2 separate regions of the Hordeum vulgare genome follow, and region 2 is linked to region 1. The links are chromatin contacts, called in public Hi-C maps. All regions are on one chromosome and are shown on one strand. The core of a region is the stretch at or near the end of the contact, and the rest is flanking DNA. Distances in the headings are between cores, read along the strand shown.

Region 1 (4,575 bases), core at 864-3,363:
CATTTTTAAAAGTTTTCTAGGAAAGTATGCATTAGTGACATTGGTATTACCCTTTAAGAAGAATGAAAAAGGAAAAGAAAACATAATGAACTTCTTTACACATAAGTTTCTTTTATACAGTACGTAAGAATAAGCTTATAAGGGTGGAACTTTTGCAAATGATTGAACTAGTGCCATTGATAATACCCTTAAAGAAGAAAGATAATGAAATAAAAACAAAAATAAAAATAAAAATGTTTTGCAAGGAATAATGAACTAGTGACATTGTATTACTCTTTAATTAAGGAAAAAATAACTTCCATACAACTTTGCATGAAGTTACACTTTTTGCAATATGCAAAGAGCACTAATATCATAATTTTCACACCCTAGTATAATTTACATACACATTCCATAGTACTCCCTCTGTCCCAGAATAACTGTCTCAACTTTGTACTAATCTAGTACAAAATTGTACTAAGCTTAAGACACTTATTTTAGGACGGAGGGAGTATTGCATGTATACTTGCACACACAAAAAATGATGTTTTTTGAGGAAATGATGAGTTAGTGGCATTGGTATTACCCTTGAAGAAGAAGAAAAGAAATAACGATAAAATTTATGGATACATTTTGTTTCTTTATAATATGCAAAATAATAATATAATAGTTAATTTTTAAATAAATAGTTTTCTAAGAAGAAATGAATTAGTGACATCGAAATTAAGAAAGAAAGTAAAAAAACTAAAAGAAAAATCCATTTTTAGAAAAAATAAATAATGTATTAATGGCGTTGATATTACCATTTAGAAGTAAGAAAATAAAATTAAACTTAGAAAGGTTGCACACAACTTTTACATTGAAGTTGCAATGTTTATAATACACAAAGAACAAGTATGTAATAGTGCAATTTCCGCACACTAATATAATTTACACAATTATTCCATAATACTCGTATGTGTGCATTTGCACTCATCCAACGGCTCAAAAATACCCATAGAGGAAAAAGGAAAACATGTTGAAAATAAAAAATAACAAAAGAAACACATAGAATTTAAACAATTGGATAATGATCTTCGAGCCTATAAGAAAATCGACTGATTCCAAACACTGGCAAGTCAAAGTTTCAGCATAAAAAGACATGCAACAACACCGGATGAAGAAAAAACAGCACAAATCTTATCAAAAGACTCAACAATTGGGAAAATGATTTACCAAAATTTTGAAAGTAGACAATACTATAGCTAGAGTGAAAAGGATGTTATGTTCTTCGATCTTCTTGTTGTTGGATAAAAGAGCAGCTAAATGGTTCCCAAGCACATCTGCTCCTGTCCATAAACAGTAAAATCAAAATTTCAATTCATTTGAACATCCAAGCAGCTCTCAGCAAACAACAAAATTAGGGTTTGTGAAAAAGTTTATTGTTTGTGCACCCTGGTAAGTGCCACACGTAGCATGAACACATGGCAAATTCAAAGCGGTTTTATGGAAAGTTTAGTGGCCCTAGGATGCCAACTTTAGTTGTTAAGCATGAAAACTTTCTTTTCAGATGAAGAGTTTCAGTTTTTTTAGATTTTTTTTTGGATGGCAACTTTAATTTTAAATAACGACATGGCCGGTGTGCTCCGTGTCACACTGCATGACACTTATTATTTGGTTTTTTCTTTGTTGAAAGCTGTTTAGATGTCTAAATGCGTTGAAATTTGACGCGGATCTCATGCACTATTTTTTTCCCATGCAAAATAACTACTCCCTCTGTTTCTAAATATTTTTATTTTAAATATTTCACTAGAAGAATACATACGAAACAAAATGAATGAATCTACACTTTAAAATATATCCATATACATTCGTATGTAGTATCCTACTGAAACCTCTAAAAATACTTATATTTAAAAATGAAGGGAGCAGGAATTTTTCGAATTGTGTTAGTATTTTTTTTGAAGTATTTTTATTTTATTTTAGTGTTCGTCGGATTTTTTTTTAAACTCGGTGTTCATCAGATGAGCTCGGGAGCCGAAACAGATATTCGTTTGGAGAACCGCATTGTCCGCAATTGCTCTGTTACTGGACTTATTGGGCCGTACTTATCAAAGAGGCAGTTTTATCAAAGAGGTCTTACGTTTCGGGCCGACGAACAAAGTATTTGTGGGCTCAGGCCTGCGAACCACCAAGACTGGAAGTCCATGGCGGCGGAGGAAGCGGAGCTTGGTTCCCCGGCGTCGGCGCAGCCGCCGGCACCGAAGCGGCGGAAGATCGAACCGTCTCGGAGGTACCCTCCGCGCATTTCCGCGCTACCCTTTCAATTATCCTCAGCGTGACTGCCGCGTGCTTCCAACTCCCCAATCTGATGGATGATTTGCCTAATCTCTCACGATCCCGCTGCGCCGTCCTTTAGTTTTGGGAAGAAATCGCAAAGGTTCCGACCTTGGTTGTGGGGCGTGCCAGTGGTGTGGGGTGGCTACAGGTGTAGTGTTCTTTTAGGTAAAGATTCCGGACTAGCCTGCCGACTAGCTGATCCTGTCACCGAGCACCGCTGTACGTTAGGTTTTGGTGTTCTTTGAAAGGGGCTTTGGAATGTGGCAATGTGCTTGTTTATCTATTTTTGGGCAAAAGTCTCGATATTCCCAGAGGGACCTTGTTGATTGAGGCGAATATCGGTCGCTTTTGCATTTCTGTCCCGGACATATAATTTTTCAGGCAATATGCTGGGTTGGGGTATCAACCACAATTGAGTGGAGGAGTGGGTAATTTGATGACAGAACGAGCAACTCTCGCGTACCCAGTGGTGAATTCTTTCTGACGCTTGAAAATCAACTGCCCCTATTGCAATCACTATTTTGCTCAGGGTTCTGTTCGTCCAACTCCTCTGACCGTGCATTGTAATTGAAAACTTGGGTTGGGTGCAGTCAATCTCACGTTCTGTAGATCCTTTGTGGATAGCTATGACAAATCAATACCACCATTAACTCATCGAACCAAACTAGCTATTCAGTTAGTTAACTTTACATTGTGTGTCTGTATGTGATTGTAAGCGTTGGGTTCAATGACATTATCAACCTGAACGCACTAGAGGGTACCTTGCCTGAATTGAGAATAGCACCAACCGTATGCTAATTGATGACTTGATGCACTGACAGTCAGCATGAAAATATTTTATACCATACAGAAAATTGTGCATTTAACCTTTTATTCCTTACTCATTCTTTTTTGCAATTCATTTTTGCTTTGCACGCACTGGTTACTAAGAGCAGCGATTTTGTTCTGTTGACTGCAGCAGCCATGCCTTTCTGCTGACTGTAATTTCTCATCAGTTTACTTTCTTGTCTAGTATGGTAAATATGTTGTTGTTGTGCTTTGGAACACAGGAGTAGACCTCCTTCTCAAACTGCTGTTGATAAGGACAAAGTGGCGGCATCATCCAATACATCGGTATGCTCAAATTCCTGACACGTTGATTGGCAATTTATACTTCTCTCATCTTTCTTGATTTCTCCTAACATCCTTTCTTGATGTTAACATCACCTTTCCAGGTTTCAGGCACACCGCTAGCGAGAGTGGATCTCAACAAAATTAGAGAGGCAAAGCAATTTGCTGTCCTTCAAGCACAGCACGAGGGATGCCTTGGAAGCTTCAAAAGCTTTGATTCTCTGTTTGGAAATTATCTCGTTCCTGTTACTCCAAGCGATGACTTCTTCGAGCAAATTTCAAAGAAGTGATCCAACAAATTTGACAGACGTGAAGAGGTAGGACGATGATCATGCTAGATTTACTAACAGAGTAATAGTTATGACTTCAAAACAAACTGTATTTTATTTTGAAATTGAGGTTCTGTTCTTCAAATGAGAAACCGATTTTCATGCACGGCTGTAGATACCCCTGCAAGATCCCCACAGTATCAAAACATAAAACTACTGTGGGGACCTTACAAGGTAGGGGTATCTACAGCCGTGTAAAAGCTGTGGCATTTTGGCAAGTGTTTTTCAGTGGGACTTTTTCCCAGGCTAGGATACCTTAGTAGGATGTATATCTGCATGGGTATCATTTTATTCTTGTAGTCTTTCATACCTAACATCTTTCCAATTATTGATGTGATTCTTTCTACCACTTCTTTCCTTCCAGCCAGTTCAACAAATATCTTAGTATCGTTGAGAGTTTCCAAAGACCAGTTTGCATGTCAAACAAGGCTAGGAAGTATGCTTGATTCTGAAACCCACATTACCCTGCGAGTACCGAAGAAGCAATGGGGAGACTATTATACTCGCCTTTAGGACTCTTTTTGCTGGATCTAGATTGCTGAAGTCTTTGAGGGCTTCTTTGATTCATTCTTTTTTCAAAGCACGGGAGCTTTGCCATTCTATACAAATCGAATTAGGAACCAAACGAAAAAAAGCACAGGGAAAGACTACCTACCTAAAGCTAGGTAAAGACCTTTGTTAATACACCGAGCCATGACAACAGAAGCAAGCCCAAACTCAACGCATGTTGTTGCAAGTCCTACCAGTTGATTGCATTCGCAAAGCCATCCTCATCACCATTGCTTCACCACTTTGAGTCCAAGCAAGTAGTTGACGCCTCCAACAAGGTAACAACATA
Region 2 (4,575 bases), core at 1,145-3,644, 220 kb before region 1:
CGTGTCCATCTCCACGATCCGCGGACTGCGCTCGTAGTTGGAGTCCGTGCTGTCGGACAGCCTCCGCCGGTGCCCCGGCTTCGCCGGCGGCGTCCTCATCCTGGCATCCTGCGCGATGATCCTCTCCTGCATTGCGAAAAACACACCGTAGCAAACATATCAAACTCAAGATTCATCATCCGTCGACTCGTGATCGTTGATCAGCACGAACGAAGAGTTGAAACTCCGGGCCTGACCTGTTCCATGGATTTCCGGTAGGAGGCGCTCTTGAAGGCGCGGGAATCGGCCTGCAGCCGCATGAGCGCCTGCAACCTGTGCAGGGTCGTGGCCGCCTGCTTCCTCACGAGGTAGCCTCGGACCAGGGCCTGCAGCTTGACGAGTGATCTCAGAGCGCGAAGCGCCTTCCTAGCCTGAAGCCAATATAATCACAGATTCAAACTTCAACTGAAACAACTTGCATTATGCCAAGGAGTAAAGAACCGTATTCAGACGAATAAGCTCATGTCACACTGCGTAATCAGTAACCACTGCACTGACGCTGAACCAACATAAAGCTTATTATAAAGAGAAGTCGCTGCTGAAGGCCCGAAGCAGGAGTAAAGAACTGCGCAGCCGATCAAGATCAACGTGCATACTTTGCACAGAAACAGAGGAAGAGTTAACAACTAACAACTGTCCATTATGGAAAGGGACATGACGAGCAGTGACATCACATACAGCGAAGTTTAGCCAACTAAGCCCAACATATAGTACAAAACGAACTGACGGGTGTGGCATAAACGGTGCGAACATATCCACTAAAATAATTGATGGGAGGATCTGCATCGTTAACGGCCCTGTTTGGATACTCTAACTTAGCTAGTGGTTAGAGTTAGTTTCTAGCTCATGACTAACCCTAAACTAACTCTAGCCAAATAGGTGTTTGGATGGAAGGGTTAAATTGACAATAGATGCACTTTATGGAAAGAGAAAAGTGATTTTTTAATGAGCCCCATAAGAACTATCTCCAATTAGCATCTCTTGGTTGGTGGGAGAGAGAGACAAAAATATTTTTTAATGAACCACATGAGTACTAGCTCCAATTAGCACCTTTTTGATGGGATAGTTTTTTGGATGGGATAGATGCAACTAGCTTCAATCTAACCCTTATGTTTGGATACTTTAAGGCTAGTTGAACCAAACTAGCTCAAACTAACTCTAGCCCATAGATCCAAACAGGACCAACGTCAGAATCCTAGCGCACACTGGGAGTCTGGGACTGTTCAAGCCATTTCGGCACGCCGAAAAACACGAAATGATGCACATAATCGAAGTGAACTTGTACACGCACGCGATCAGCACTCACTCGGCAGTATCTCAACCAACTTATACATAGATGACGTGCGATAGATAGATGGATGAAATCACAAGGATGATGATGAAGGTCATACCAGGTAGCCTCTGAAAGCTTTCTGAATCAGGACGGCCGCGGTCTCCTCGCGCGCTCCCACCTGCTCGCCGCCAGCACAGCGGCATGGCTTCACCCGCGACGGCTCCAGCGCGGCGGCGATAGCCTCGGAAGGCCGCTTCCCGGCGTCAACCCCGCTCTTCCTCTGCTTCACGAAGCTCCATCTCTTGGTGGACTCCTTGACCGCCGCAGTGTCATGCCAGTCGGGCGCGGCATGGATGTCCTTGCCGCCTCCATGCGCCTCCTTCCTGCCTGTGAGCAGCCTCTTGAGCCACCTCATGGCACGCCCCATCTCTGCGGACACGAACGAACGCAAGGGAGAAGAAGAAGCTAGCGCGTCAACGCAACCGAACGCCAGTAAGATGAAGAATCTTACAAGAAGAGGGCAGTACTTGGCCCACTATGCCCGAGAGCACGGCGCACAGAGCTTCCAGGGCTCCGAGACCTGAGTTGAGTCGAGAGAAAATGAGCTTTTGGGGATAGACCAGCAACAGAAGGAGAAACCTAGAGGAAGGAAGAAACACAGCGAGGGCTTATATACAGCTTGTCGACTCCGTACGCGACATCACGGCTCGCAGCCATTAAATTAAAATGGAAAAGGGAAGGGCGATTTGTACTCGGCGAAATCATTGGAGAAAGAAATGAAGGGCACAGAGAGAGGGAGAACGCTTTAATTTCGAGAGGAAAGGCACGAGATTACCTGCGGTTGCGGGGCAGGTAAGGGAAGGGAGAGAGAGCAGCGGCAAAAGATGGAAAGGCCGGTGGCCGGAGCGGGGCGGCGAAGTTTACGTGAGTCGAGTCCAGCCAGCCAGCCCACAACCGGAAACTTTGCAGCGCATCAACCTCGAACGGGTAACCGAAGCGGCGGCGAGCGGATTACTCCTACGGCTCCAGCGGGCGGGGAGGGAGAGGGATAGGTGGGAGCCGGACTGACGCGTGGGCCTCGGCAGTCGGCACCACCAGATCACGAAGAAGACTAGTAGCGCCACCGCCGAGCGCGCGCGCGCAAGCCAACAAATGCGCGGGCAAGAACAGAAGACCGCCTCAACTCGATCGCGTACATGCGACAGCAGCAGTACCGACCTGCACGAGTGAAACAACGGCAAGCCGCCGTTGATGAGGCATGCAACCTGGCAGTACACGGCAATGCACAAGCACAATCATTCACTCACGACCGCCTCCAAAATGGATCGGTCGGGATTCGGGACCATGCCACTCATGCAGCATGGACGTGGGTACGTACGTACGTACGTGCATGGACGGCCTCTTATGTTTCTTGGAACACTTGTTCGGCGACGGTGCACCCGGGATGAATGGAGGAATGCCCTCCACGAGATGAGGCAGGATAAAATATTGCGGTTTGGGAGAAATGGAGTAGTACGTAGCATCAGGAGGTGGGTACGGACACCGGGGGTGTAGCGGATCGCGGCGCTGCAGGCTTGTGCGTTTCCACTGTTTCGCCAACAGAACGGAGCAGAACGGGAGAGGGATCCACAGTTGCCGTCAACGTCACTGCTCGATCTGGACTCGTCCCAGGGACCACGGACGAAGCGGCCAAACTTACTCCTACTCGATCCGGATCCCTTCGCGGAATGGAGCAGAGTGGGGCTAGTCCTACCGTGAATTTCGTAGCTGCTCGATCTGGACTCATGGCTATCAGCGCGGTCAGTAACAACGCTCTGCCCTGCGCCTCACGATTTAGTTCGTGGCCCTAACGTGTGCTGTGTGGCTCATCATCTTCACTCACACCATGACAATGCATGGACATTCTCGGTTTCTACGGGGTGGTCAGTTTCTTCTCTTGTTCCCGGGAGCTTCAGGCGGCGTGGAAAGATAGTACCAGCTCGTCGCTATCAGTTCTTCTGTGCAGCTTTTAAGTGCGACATGCGCCGAAGTTTGATCTTGGCTACTTTAATGTAGAGTCCGACTGGACTAAAATTTTACAAGCAAAGAACCCTTTTTAAACTATCATGAGGGGGCATACAGAAAATATATCTTCAGTTTCATTACTTGAATGAAACCAAAGTAACAGGAAAACAAAATGCCAAACACGTTCAACGAGATCAAATTCATACTTATTACAGCTCAATGGCGATAACACATGATTGACTTCGATGATGGTGTTTCTTGAATAAATGACCTCGAGCTCTGGAGTTAAAATCTAAGTTTGACCCGAGTTAGTTATAGAGCCTCAGAGTGATGATGTTATTGTGTCGTCAACTTGTTGAAGACATTGCTTGAATATGACCGAACCAGTTCTTCAGGATGAAAACCTAGACTCTAACATCGCATATGGTCTTTTCTTTTTTCCTCGTGTAGGCATAACTTTGGTCTTAGACGACTTGGCCATTTGCTCGCAAGTGTGTAGGGGGGAGGGGGTGTGAGTGTGTGTGTGTGTGCGCGCGTGCGCTTGTGTCTTACCTTTGCAGAGACGGGATGTGTGCTCATTCTTGTTATCCACTTGATACTTCATTTTAAGTAATAAATTCATCATTTGCCAAAAAATACAACTCAATGGCATAACTAGAGCGTCAACTAAAGCTAAAATATGGGAACTAAAAGGAAGGAACACAAATTGAAGAATTGGCATACAAATGTAGGCCCTCAGGTGAGAGGTGCGAGTGGCACCTTCACACATAATAAATAGAGTTGAGTATATCTAATACTCGGCGAAGCCCATATTACCTTTGGCGGCGTGTCGATCAAGTGTTGCACTCGACTTATAGTATCCAACTTAATTTTGAACGATCCAGGCTTTGTAAGTTGAGTGTAAAACCATGGTTCTCGGCAAAGAAAACAGTATGACGGCCGGCGGCCTCTGACGACGATGCCACGTGGTAGCTCTCTGAGCCGAGACTATGGCTAAGCCATGTGGCCCGCATGCCCCACAGTTTACTCCCTCCGTTCCTTAATATAAGTCTTTTTGAACATTTCACTAGAGGGCTACATACGAAGCAAAATAGATGAATATATACTCTAAATTATGTCTATATACATCCGTATGTAGTTCTTTTAGTAAAATCTCTTAAAAAACTTATATTTAGGAACGAAGGGAGTATGACCTAAGCCGTGTGTCACTCTCGATGCATGGTGCATGTATAAGCCTTCGTCTGTTATGACTACCTTTA

The links. Hi-C and Micro-C count contacts between places; a contact is called where the count stands out from the background.
Region 2: a contact with region 1 is called in a Hi-C map of leaf, with 6 times the contacts expected there. The contact joins the promoter of LOC123440238 here to the promoter of LOC123444379 in region 1. A contact is called at or near these places in 3 of 6 Hi-C or Micro-C datasets (leaf and seedling) and 1 of 1 datasets of contacts at active chromatin or transcription factors (embryo).

Annotation. Positions count from the first base shown.
Region 1 is chr3H:479,916,827-479,921,401 of MorexV3_pseudomolecules_assembly, reverse strand. LOC123444379 reads left to right here and starts at 2,113. Exons shown (of 3, transcript XM_045121072.1): 1 at 2,113-2,251; 2 at 3,348-3,411; 3 at 3,513-3,822. The coding sequence starts at 2,166. The coding sequence ends at 3,698.
Region 2 is chr3H:480,135,623-480,140,197 of MorexV3_pseudomolecules_assembly, reverse strand. LOC123440238 (protein IQ-domain 26-like) reads right to left here and starts at 2,394. Exons shown (of 5, transcript XM_045116816.1): 1 at 2,148-2,394; 2 at 1,824-1,892; 3 at 1,431-1,741; 4 at 237-410; 5 at 1-126. The coding sequence starts at 1,739.